Regions from separate parts of the Zea mays genome. Here region 1 is linked to region 2. The links are chromatin contacts, called in public Hi-C maps. All regions are on one chromosome and are shown on one strand. The core of a region is the stretch at or near the end of the contact, and the rest is flanking DNA. Distances in the headings are between cores, read along the strand shown. Region 1 holds the start of LOC100382689 (Drought and salt tolerance protein). Region 2 holds the start of LOC541988 (calcium-dependent protein kinase 10).

Region 1 (5,791 bases), core at 1,143-3,642, 260 kb before region 2:
TTCAGGCATCGCTAGAGGGGAGGATGAGCCCGATCCATTTAGACCTGCTTGACATAGCGAAGGGCTACACTGAGCAAGACTATAGTGACATCTTTGACGCGATATACGACCAGAATAATTGAAGCCGATATGTGAGATCATCTCTCCATCGAGTAGATATGGTGGTGAAGTTATATTAGCATATCACAACAAAAGTGCACCGTTTCTTTACCAGACACGTCAAATATTGTCGTGTTGCGACGAAGTATAAAAAGAGTAGCGGAGAACATCAGAAAGAAAGAGCGTAGGAACTGAGACCGCTAGAAATGCCATGTTGACTTTCAGCCCGATTATATAGATATTTCTGTCGATGGAGTATCAGACAACACTTTATTAGCATGGGAGTACATGCGTTCTTACTATTAGCATATTTTTTATATATATTTAGTTGAATTCTGACTTTCTGAGTACTCCTACGGATCCGGTTCCTGAACATGATCCAGCAAGATGGGACGCGGATATACAGGAGTACATGTACCCTGGCTGAGCACCCCCACCAAAATAGCATCAGTAAATTGATTGGGCGTGCTCCCTTTACGGGCAGCATGCACAGCGACCCCACCTCCGCCTCCGGCCTCAGCGCCGGCCCCGCCCGTGCCGGCCGCCGGACGGCGTACGTCTCGACGGCGACAAGTAACGCGTAGACAGATCGATCAGGTGGTACAGCATATAGTACAGCGGTAGATGCAACGGAACGGTCTGCACCAGCACAAAAAACGTGGAGTAACATTGACTTGACATGCCCATGGCGAGAGCAGGAGCTCAACAGCGACGCCGTGGCGCGGGCATTGTGTGCCTGTCACTGCCTCACTGGTTGCCCGATTGCTGCCGCGCGCCGGACCAGCAGCTGTCCCAACTCCCAATACACGCGAGGCAATGGCGAACCCCAACAAACGCAGCGAGGACAAACAAAGCCTCAAGAAGAAGAAAAAAACAGGACAGAGATGAACAACAATTCATCGGGCCATGGCAGAAGGGACGGGAGACGACGAGACGAGACGTACTAATAACATGGCATACCATACGGTGAGAATAGACAGAGGGAGAGAGTGATCAACGTGCCTACTGAGACCTGAGAGCTAATTAAGCGACACGCGTATCGTACGGATAGGCCGGCACATGATTAACAACCTTGGCGTGGCGTAGGTAGACGACGTATCGGAGTGCTAGAGACTGAGGTTGAGGTCGAGCTCCCCGGCGTCGTCGTCGTCGTCGTTGCTGCTTCCGCCGTCGGCGGCGCCGGCGCAGGAGGTGGTGAGCGTGGTGGTGGTGCTGGCCGGGGACGCGGCTGTGACGGCGGCCGAGGCGGTGGTGCCGTGGGAGCCCCTCCTCCAGTTGAGCATGTCATCGCGGCCGGCGCCGCCGGGCTGCTCGGCCGGCTGGTGCGTGGCGTAGCGCGCGCGGGGGGCCAGCACGGCCACGCCGCCGGCCTCGGCCGTCCCCGCCCCCGTGCCTGTCCCTGTCCCTGTCCCTGTCCCCGTTCCCGCCGACACCGCCGCTGCCTCGTGGGGCGCGTAGTAGTTGTAGTGCAGGCCGCTGGAGCCGTGCGAGGCGATGGGGAACGGCGCCGGCACCGGCACGGCGGGGGCGTACACGTGTCCCGCGTACGACGACGCGGGGAGGAGGCCGCCCAAGACCCCCGCGGACGCGCCCGCGCCCGCGACGCCGTAGTCGGCGGCGGCGGCGTAGGCGGGCGGGGCTGTGGGGCTCGGCGGCGCCGCATTGGGCTGCTGCGGGTGCGGGGTCATGTAGAAGTAGGGGTTCCAGCCGATGCTCCGCTCCTTCTTGTGCGCGTTCTGGTGGCCCCCCAGCGCCTGCGACTTGAGGAACTTCTTGTTGCAGAAGAGGCAGGGGAACAGGCGCACGTCCTTGCCGTCCACGCACGCCGTCGCCACGCCGCCTCCGCCCCCGGGTCCCGGCGGAGGCGGCGCGGGAGGCGCTGGCGTCGGCGCCAGGGACAGCGACAGGTCAGCCGCCGCCGCCGCCTGAGACCTGGAGTCGTCGTCCATGTCCGGATATCTGTGGGAGCCTGGGAGGAGGAAATGAAACTCCTTGACCGAGGCTGGGAGGAGGCTGTTCTGTTGCACGCCGACACGGGAGAGCTGGTGAGGGTGAGCTGATGAGAGGTGAGGGGAAGTGCGGTCTAGTCTGGTCTGGTGGTGGTCACTCTAGCTAGAGCTGTGGGTTTTCTATATATGGAAACGCGGACTAGGCCAGGCGGAGGCCAACAGCACAGCACAACAGCGCATCATTTTTTTTGGAGCTTCAGGTACTACTGCTGCTAGTGCCTTTTTTACATATATATTTGCAAACAGTGGTGGCGCTGGGAGTACTACTGCAAGCCTAGCACTGCAATGCTACGAGAGGAGGAGGAGGCTGTTCAGGGGTACAGCGTACTAGTGCATTATATGATGAATGAACACGTAATAAAGCTGAGAATTCTCACACGAGTGGATGAGGGGAACTCTCAACTCTCCCTGGACATCGAAAGGGGGGATCGACCGACGAAACGACAAGCCCACTCGCGAGCAGACGGGGAATATGTGCTGCGCCTGCGCCTGCGCGAGTGGAGGTCTCCGTCTGCCGGGTCCCGTCGCAGGGGGGCCCCGCGAGTCAGTCGCCGAGGCGTGCGGGCGCGGGCGATTGGGCGGCGAGGGGAGGCGGGCCGGCCACATGGTGCCGCGCCATAGGCGAGGAGGAGGGGTGGAGTGGAGCTCGGGGTCAGATCTCCCCCAGTACCAAGCAATTATTTGGTGCCCCCGCCGCGGGGCCCGCGGGGAAAACGAGGCTGGCCGGCCACCATCAGCAACAGGAGCAGGCAGTAGCGGCGGTAAAAGCCTAAAAGGAAAGCAATAGTATATGCTTTCTTTCCAAAAATATATTTAAGTCTTGTTTTTCTCAAAAAAAAAGTCAAACAGTTTATACTCTGAATAGAGGGGTGATTGGTTTCTATAGAGTGTGACTGATTTTTAGGCCTTTTATTTTATTATCTAAATTATCAAATACGAAAACTAAACGTATTTAATAATTTATGGAATAAAATATAACAAAATAGAATAAATTTGACTGACTAAAAATCACTCTGTAGAAACTAAACATCAACTAAGTTTACATAAAAAGATATAAAAACATAATATAAAGTAATTAACATTAGATCAGTTGCAATATAATTTTTTTATAACAAAATTAGTTAGAAATATAAATAGTATCAGTACTTTTACCATTAAGGGGGTGTTTGAATGCGCTAAAGGCTAATAGTTAGTTTTGGCTTAAAAAATTGGTAGTGGAATTAATTAACTAACAAATAGCTAGCTAACTATTAACTAACAACTATTAGCTAGGGTGTTAGATTGTCTCCAACTAATTTTAGCCAATAACTATTAGCTCTAATACATTCAAAAACCTCTAAATTTGAGCTCCACTGACATGTGTGGATACAAGGGGCCCGGGGTACGCAGTACTACTATAGTAGTAGAGATGTAGTACTGCTAGTTGCGTTAAATATTCAAGCCTGATACGTCTGGTGGTTCTTTCCTAAAAACGGAAGCCAGTCACTCGGACCAAGATTCCCAATCTGTACGTACTGTAGGTGGATAACAGCCTGTGCTCCGTGCAAGCTGGGGGGAGTATTATTATAAAGTCCACAGCATGTACGTTGAGCCTTGAAAGAGACACAGTATACTCCCTCCGGTGCAGTAAAAGAAGTCATCCTGCGCGTGATCGAGCGTGCACAAAAAGAAGTCATAGCGCGCGTGGGTCTGAGATTTGGACGTTGTTGCCCCTAGTAATTGCACAAAAAAAGATGCATTTAAGAGGAATCGAACTTGAGACCTCCAGTCTAGAATGGCTTGGAGCTGCTGCAGCAACCAATCAAGCTTGATTGTTTTAGTGACGTAAATGCACTCATATCCCTATTTAATAGGGACAAACAGGGAAAACTCTATGATAATTAATCACTCCTTGGTATGCACAATCATGTCCTAAACGACTACCTTTACTGCACTGGAGGGAGTATACTTCCACTAATACACTACTGTTGACACCTTTTCGGAGGCGCCAATCACTCAAAAGAACCAGCGGCGGTGCTCTCTGGTCAGGCGCGGACGGTCCGCGGCTTGGGGCCGGACGGTCCGCGACCTGGCGCGACGTGGCGGTGCTCTCTGGTCAGACGCGGACGGTCCGCGGCACAGGGCCGGACGGTCCGCGACCGGGTGCAGGAGCTCGGGTTCCCTGCCTGACGGCCGGACGGTCCGCGCTCTAGGGCCGGACGGTCCGCGCGTGCGCAGGGGCGGCGGAAGATCGCCGGCGGCGCCTGGATCTCGCTCCCGGGAGGGACCCCGTCGGGGAGGAGAGATCCTAGGAGTTGTCTAGGCTCGGGCCGGCCGACCTAGACTCCTCTAATCGACGTAGAGTCGAGAAGAGGCAGAGAATTTGGGGATTGGAATACTAAACTAGGGCTAAACTAGAACTAGACTAGAACTACTCCTAATTGTGCTTAAAATAAATGCGAGATAGAAGTTGTATTGGTTCGATTGTTGGGGGCTCAATCGGCCGTAGCCCTTCATCTATATAAAGGGGGAGGTCTGGATCCGCTTCCAACTGATTTCCGAGTTAATCCCGCAGTTTTAGGTAACAAATCTCGCGAGAAACTAGGAACCCTAACTGACTCTGCGCACGCGCGGACCGTCCGCGCCACCACCGCGGACCGTCCGGACCGCGGACCGTCCGGCCTCCGGGCCGGACCGTCCGCACGGTCATTTTGGGTTCCAACATATGCCCCCCTGCCTTTTGGTGAAGGTTGACGAACCAAAAGCATATGAACTAAACCTGATGTAAGTCACCGGCTTTTCGATATGGAGATTATTCAATAAAGCACCAATATAAAGGCCGTTTCGGATTGTATCTTTCTCGGCCATGACCATTTGATCAATGGATCAAAAGGAATAGAATGGAGGTGCCCCCCAGTCTGGATAGACGAAGGGACTATACATGTACCATGGATTCATCATCGTGCCATTCCATGTTTGAACAGGATAATATACCGACGATGAGTAAATAGGTGGAAAGTACCCTGGTCTCATAGAATGAATAGGCGATGCTTGTTGTGTCGCCTTTCGGGTCGTTTTGTTTGACCGTTTTGTTTTAGCAGGTGACCGGGGTTTCTTTGTTGACCGATCACGTGGAACAGTCTTTTTGCTAGTATTTTTGGAGAGCAACTGATCAAAAGTAGGATCGGCTTTGATCAGCCGATTATATGTGCTTTGACCTTGCGTCTTTTCCCTTGCTTTGTGTAGAGGTTGACGCCTTTGGTCATAGGTGGACTGTCCGGCTGAGTTAGCCGGACCGTTTGTCTGAGCACCGGATTGTCCGCACGTAGGTGCCGGACCATCTACGATGCTGAGGCTAGGCTGATGTGTTTGGTTTATTAACTGTGCCTGCCCCCCGGCGTCTTCGGACCTTTTAGCCTTCTTGTCCGAAGCTTTTCGAGCAATCTCCTTTTGTGATATGCGAGGATTGCTGATGATGATGCCCTTGCCTTTGTCTTTATCGGCCATTTCGGGCCGAACTAAGACCTTTTTGCATGTGAGTTCTATTGTATTAACAGGAAAGGGTTGTGTGTCTACTTGCATCTCCTGAAAAACCAATCGACCCTCATTTATGGCCGATTGTATCTGTCGACGAAAAACATTACAATCATTGGTGGCATGAGAAAAGGAATTATGCCACTTACAATAAGCATGCCTCTTTAATT
Region 2 (5,908 bases), core at 2,766-5,265:
GGTTCAGCATCGTTTTCTTTTCTCCTTCATGAAAAAGGATCCGATCGAATTAGGGGCTGACAAATATTGGACGAATCTTTCAAACCACAGGAACCGCGCTTTCTGCTTCACAGTCATCATCTGGAGACAGTAAGGAACTTGCTCCCACGTCCCAAGAATATGTGAATTCCTGATGATGGAACTTTTGGTGCAGTAATTCAGAAGGTTCCTGAGAAATGTTTTTACCATTCTCACTGTATATATATTTTCAAAAGATAACATATTCTATGCATAAGACCTCCTTCATGTACATATGCAAAAAATAAATCTGAACCCTTCGTATAACGTAGGTTGAGAAAACCTTCTCATTTCTCACGCAGGTTAGAAAAACCTCTGAACCTCTGTTCCACTCATACATACATGGTAGCACAAAAAATGTCTTAGACCGTAGCCCATGTTGGGGTGGTAACAGGCTCTAAAAGACGGCACATCCATTCAGTCTCCAAGCTCAAAAAGGCTACCGGTTGGGACTAGTCAATCTTTGCGACCCCTAGAATCCCAAAAAAATGGGGGACTCCAACGATAGTATTCCACCCATACTAGCACAATCAAACATGATGACTGTGAAGATACTTGAGCAGCTTAATATAATAGCTCCTCCATCTCCAAAACAGCATCAGTATGTTACTCTGAATGCTAGTAGTAACTCTATGCCAAAGAAACCTGTTCTGCAAGATGCTGGGTCGAGCAATATGTATGACCAATCTAGTTCCCTGAAATTTCAAGATTTGGATGGTGCAAATGGTGGACCCCTTGATACAAACTTGAATGGTTCTGTGTTGAAGAAAGAAAGACAAGCTAAATACTAGAATAGAAGACGGATCGCCAAAAGCTACCTGTTTTTTCTGATAGGCCTACCCTTTTGGGGAACTCCGTTTCTGCTCCTTAAATCATGGATAAATACTGAAACAACTGATAAAAAAAACTGATTCAAAAATGCTGAAACCTTCTCTTACCGTTATGTTTTCAAAGACTCACCATGGTTGGATGATGATCTGGAGGTCTCTATCTATTCCATCATCAAGATAAATGCTGAAACAACTGATAAAAAAACTGATTCAAATAGAAAAGAGCAGAAGGCATTTTTACAGTATTTAGTTTTTTTTTTCCTTTCTAGTGCTCCACTGCTCCGGTTGGCTTGTGAGGGTTAACATCAGCTGAAACAGATGACACACAACTGTTGTGTGCTGAGGATAAGACAGCTAGCAGCACCTCATCTCGATCATCAGTTTTCTCAGCAAATACTAGCATGGAGTCATGGACGACTCGTCTCCACAGCCTGCATGCATTCGGAATGACTAATACCAACACAGCCTTTGGCATGGCTTCCGCCTGAAGAAATGACCAGATGAATGAAGACAGCATGGCAGATGACACAAGTCAGAGCTCAGGCAGCACCTGCGCCAGCGACAATGTTTGGTTCTTCATCGTTTGGACAGCAGAAATGCAGAATAGCTCAGACAGCATGGTCGACAGGACACCAAAGAAGAGAAAAGGGTGAGCCCTCATCTTGGTAGCAAACCTTGGTCCTATTTGATTAGCTTTTTTTCGACCAGCTTTTTTTAGAATTTGGATGTGAAGAGAATATAGTTGTAGGAAGAATCTGAGTATCATGGTGATTACATGTGAAGGAAGATGAAGTGGTCCAAATGGTTAAGGATCTAGAAAGCGGTGGATTCATACTATTGTGACGACTCGACCAATTCTGTGTTCATGTTGATTTAAACGGGTTTTAACAAAACAATTCTTATAGAAGCGACTAAAAAGCTGAGGCGTTTGTCAGTACGCAACATCTTTTGGTGGTCAGAAGCTGAAAAAAAACAAACAAACAATGCCCTTGTAAACCCGTCCTCCGTCCACGGGGCTGAGTCGGCCTACATGTCGTATAAGGACATGTATAGTGGAGAGACATCAAAACGGTTTAAAAAATAAGAGAGACTCTATTATATAATGTAGTGTCTATAATATATTTTATTAATAAATATAGAAGTAAATGCGTTTATACTGTATCGGATCGATAGAATAGACGATAAATTCGTATAATAGAAATAAGCCGTGTGTTGCTACTTGACTTATGAGCAAGCAATGTATTTGTGAATACAAGTTCAGAACTAGGAGTATTTCAAATGCGTTTTTTTTTGTTCAGTACATTACATCCAGCGAGGTCAGACGTGCAGCTAGGGCTGGATATCGAGCCAGCTCGGCTCGGCTCGTTCGAGCTCGAGCTGGCTCGTTAAGCTAATGAGCTGGCTCGGCTCGGCTCGTTAAGGTAGCGAGCCACAAAGTCAGCTCGGCTCGGCTCGTTTACGAGCTCGAGCTGGCTCGTTTAGCTCGCGAGCCAGAGTAGAAAAAATAATATGTGTATAATAATCAATTTCTAGTTAATTTTAAACTAATTTAACAACAGAAAATAGTAATTATACTCATAGTTTCACAGTCCGCATCAATATAACACCAAATTAACACCACTTATCACTCATCAATTCACTATTCACACACATGTTTAGCAGTTTAACCCACACTTATATTCGCATAGACCATATTCATACATAGACATAATTCATCAATCATTAGTTTAACTTATAGGTTATAGACACCACACATACATATAACATATCCATCAATTATTACGTACATGATATGTATATAGTTTTGTTTTGCTGAAATGTGATAGCTCGTTTAGCTCGCGAGCTGGCTCTTTAACAAACCGAGCTGGCTCGTTAACGAACCGAGCTAGGATGCCAGCTCAGCTCGTGAAAAAATTTAAACGAGCCGATCCGAGCCGAGCCGAGCTGGTCACGAACCGAGCGAGCCGACGAGCCACGAGTATTTTGTCCAGCCCTACGTGCAGCGTAGAATCCGAACTAATCCTTCGTACGCATTGATTGTTCACTCGTCTTTCATGATGAGCTGTTGGGTGGTCAAGCCGGGTGCTGTGTTGTCCTCCTCGCAGCAGAGTATTTTCCGTTCACGTGTGGTTGACTGGTTCTTCTTCTTCCTGAAAGCTACCGCTCGGCACCTATGCAATCGGACGTGCACCTAAATTAGATGTCCAAACGGGCCGCCCGGCCCGGGCCCGGTGAAGCCCGGCCCGCCAGACACGATTAAAAAACCGGGCCGGGCCGGCTAAGCACGCAGGCTCAATTTCTTGTCCGAGTCCAGCCCGTAACGGGCCTAAACGGGTCGGGTCGGCCCGTTTAGCACGAGAAAACGGACCGAAAAGCGGGCTATGCGGGCCAAAAAGCACGTTTTAGTGTAAAAAAGCGGGCTTAGAGCTAAACGGGCCGTGCCGGGCTAGCCCACCGTGTCTAATTTCCTGTCCGAGCCCGGTCCGCTTATTCGTGCCGGACCGGCCCGGGCCCGCATATAATCGGGCCCAAAAAGTGGGCTTCGTGCCGGGCTCTCGGGCCTCGTACTTATTGGACATCTATTGACCTAATTTGGAATATTTCCGGCGCAGCTGAAGCTTGGATGTTAGCCGACACCTGCCGCGGCAGGGAGAGAAGCTGGCTACCAGGCCCGGTGGGACGGCGACGCGCTTTGGACTCTGCACAGAGCGGAGCGGCGCGACCCGGTCGGTCGGCCACCCACGCGCGCGATCAAGGAAGAACCGGGGCAACAGGACAAAACAATTCACGGGCGTCGTGCCCCCTCGCCGCCCCCCACTTCGCGCCCTCTTCCTCCCGGCTCCTGCTCCGGCTCTTTCCTCGCCGCGCCATGTCAAACTCAACAGCTAGGCACCCACGAGTAGCCAGCCACCCAATCATTGCCCCCCAACTGCGCGTACCCGTCCCCGCCTCCTCCTGGATGGATCTCTTTTTTGTTCGCTTCTCCGCCCGTCGCGTCCACACTCCCCCTCACGTAGTGCGAGACTGCGAGGGATGATCACGCGTTTCCACACCATCAGCTCCTGCTGCCCTTTTGTCTTCCCCTCTGGATGCTCTCGTCGTCATCACTTGTTCTTCTTCGAGCTACCAGCTGCCTATCATGGTCATCATGGTCGAGCTGCTGCCCCCACTTGCCTCTCTAATCCTCAGTCCTCTGTAGAGCTGGTCCTCCTACCCCTCACTTTGCCTTGAGCAATTTGGTTTCTAGCATCTGTGGGGTGGCTTGTGGGTGGTCGCCTTGGACTGCTCCTTCCTCCACCTGCCGCGCCGGCAGGGCGACGAGGTCCAAAAGCCTGGTGGGGCTCATCATCAAGAACACCGAAGCGGCGAGAGTGGCATGGGATCTGATCCGAGGCGGAGCTCGAGGAGCTGAGGGGCTGTACGTGCTCTTGGATCCGGTAGAGATTCCGTGCCCTCGTGTTCGTCCCCGGCCGCCGCGATGGGGAACACGTGCGTCGGCCCCAGCATCACCATGAACGGCTTCTTCCAGTCCGTGTCCACGGCGCTGTGGAAGACGCCGCAGGACAGCGACGCGCTGCCCGCCGCCGCCGCCAATGGCCCCGGCGGCGCCAGCCCGGGCCGGTCGCAGTCGGCGCTGCCGAAGCCGGCGTCCGACGTGCACCACCACATCGCCGTGCTGAGCGAGGCCCCTGAGCCCGTCAAGATCGGCGCCTACCACTCGGAGCCGGCGCCCGCCGTGCAGAGCGAGGCCCCTGAGCCCGTCAAGATCGCCGCCTCTCACTCGGAGCCGGCGCCCATGGCCGCCAAGCCTGGCGCCGCCGCCGCCAACGCCAGCCCCAGCCCCAGCCCCAGGCCGCGTCCGCAGGTGAAGCGCGTGTCGAGCGCCGGGCTGCTGGTGGGCTCGGTGCTGAGGCGGAAGACGGAGAACCTCAAGGACAAGTACAGCCTGGGGCGGCGGCTCGGGCAGGGGCAGTTCGGCACGACGCACCTGTGCGTGGAGCGCGGCACGGGGAAGGAGCTGGCGTGCAAGTCCATCCTGAAGCGCAAGCTGGCCACCGACGACGACGTGGAGGACGTGCGGCGGGAGATCCAGATAATGCACCACCTGGCGGGCCACCCCAGCGTGGTCGCCATCCGCGGCGCGTACGAGGACGCCGTGGCCGTGCACCTCGTCATGGAGCTCTGCGGCGGCGGCGAGCTGTTCGACCGGATCGTGCGGAGGGGCCACTACACCGAGAGGAAGGCCGCCGAGCTCGCCCGCGTCATCGTCGGCGTCGTGGAGGCCTGCCACTCCATGGGCGTCATGCACCGGGACCTCAAGCCCGAGAACTTCCTCTTCGCTGACCACTCGGAGGAGGCCGCTCTCAAGACCATTGACTTCGGACTCTCCATCTTCTTTCGCCCTGGTGAGAGTTTCACATAACCTTTCATCATTCCAAATCTGCAGCTACTCAATTTAGAGACCATTTTTCACCACAGCTAGAATTAGAATTCAGAATACTCGTCGCGGCGGCATTGGTATGTCTTTAATCGCTTGAATCTTACCTCAGGCCAAATCTTCACCGACGTCGTGGGCAGCCCTTACTACGTGGCGCCGGAGGTACTGAAGAAGAGATACGGGCCAGAGGCGGACGTCTGGAGCGCTGGCGTAATCATCTACATCCTGCTGTGCGGAGTGCCGCCATTCTGGGCAGGTGCTGCAATGCAACACTACGCACTTTCCACTAGTCCGATGAAACTGATACAGCATTAATTACGCCAGATTTCTTGGCCAATCTCCTTCTCACCGCGCCTGTTTGTCGTCGAGCAGAGAACGAGCAGGGCATATTCGAGGAGGTTCTGCACGGGAGGCTGGACTTCGAGTCGGAGCCGTGGCCCAGCATCTCCGACGGCGCCAAGGATCTCGTGAGGAGGATGCTTGTCAGGGACCCGAGGAAGAGACTGACCGCTCACGAAGTTCTACGTGAGCTAGCTAGCTCCTGACTTGCTTGCCATAACCATTAGTCTCCGTAGGCGGTAGC

What was found. Hi-C and Micro-C count contacts between places; a contact is called where the count stands out from the background.
Region 1: a contact with region 2 is called in a Hi-C map of tassel, with 2.2 times the contacts expected there. The contact joins the promoter of LOC100382689 here to the promoter of LOC541988 in region 2.

The regions. Positions count from the first base shown.
Region 1 is chr5:5,226,098-5,231,888 of Zm-B73-REFERENCE-NAM-5.0, reverse strand. LOC100382689 (Drought and salt tolerance protein) reads right to left here and starts at 2,392. Exons shown (of 1, transcript NM_001175413.1): 1 at 1,016-2,392. The coding sequence starts at 2,048. The coding sequence ends at 1,206.
Region 2 is chr5:4,963,638-4,969,545 of Zm-B73-REFERENCE-NAM-5.0, reverse strand. It overlaps LOC541988 (calcium-dependent protein kinase 10), which reads left to right and starts at 4,015. Exons shown (of 7, transcript NM_001111639.2): 1 at 4,015-5,293; 2 at 5,438-5,581; 3 at 5,698-5,850. The coding sequence starts at 4,366. It overlaps LOC103625820 (RING-H2 finger protein ATL70), which reads left to right. Exons shown (of 1, transcript XM_008646219.3): 1 at 1-192.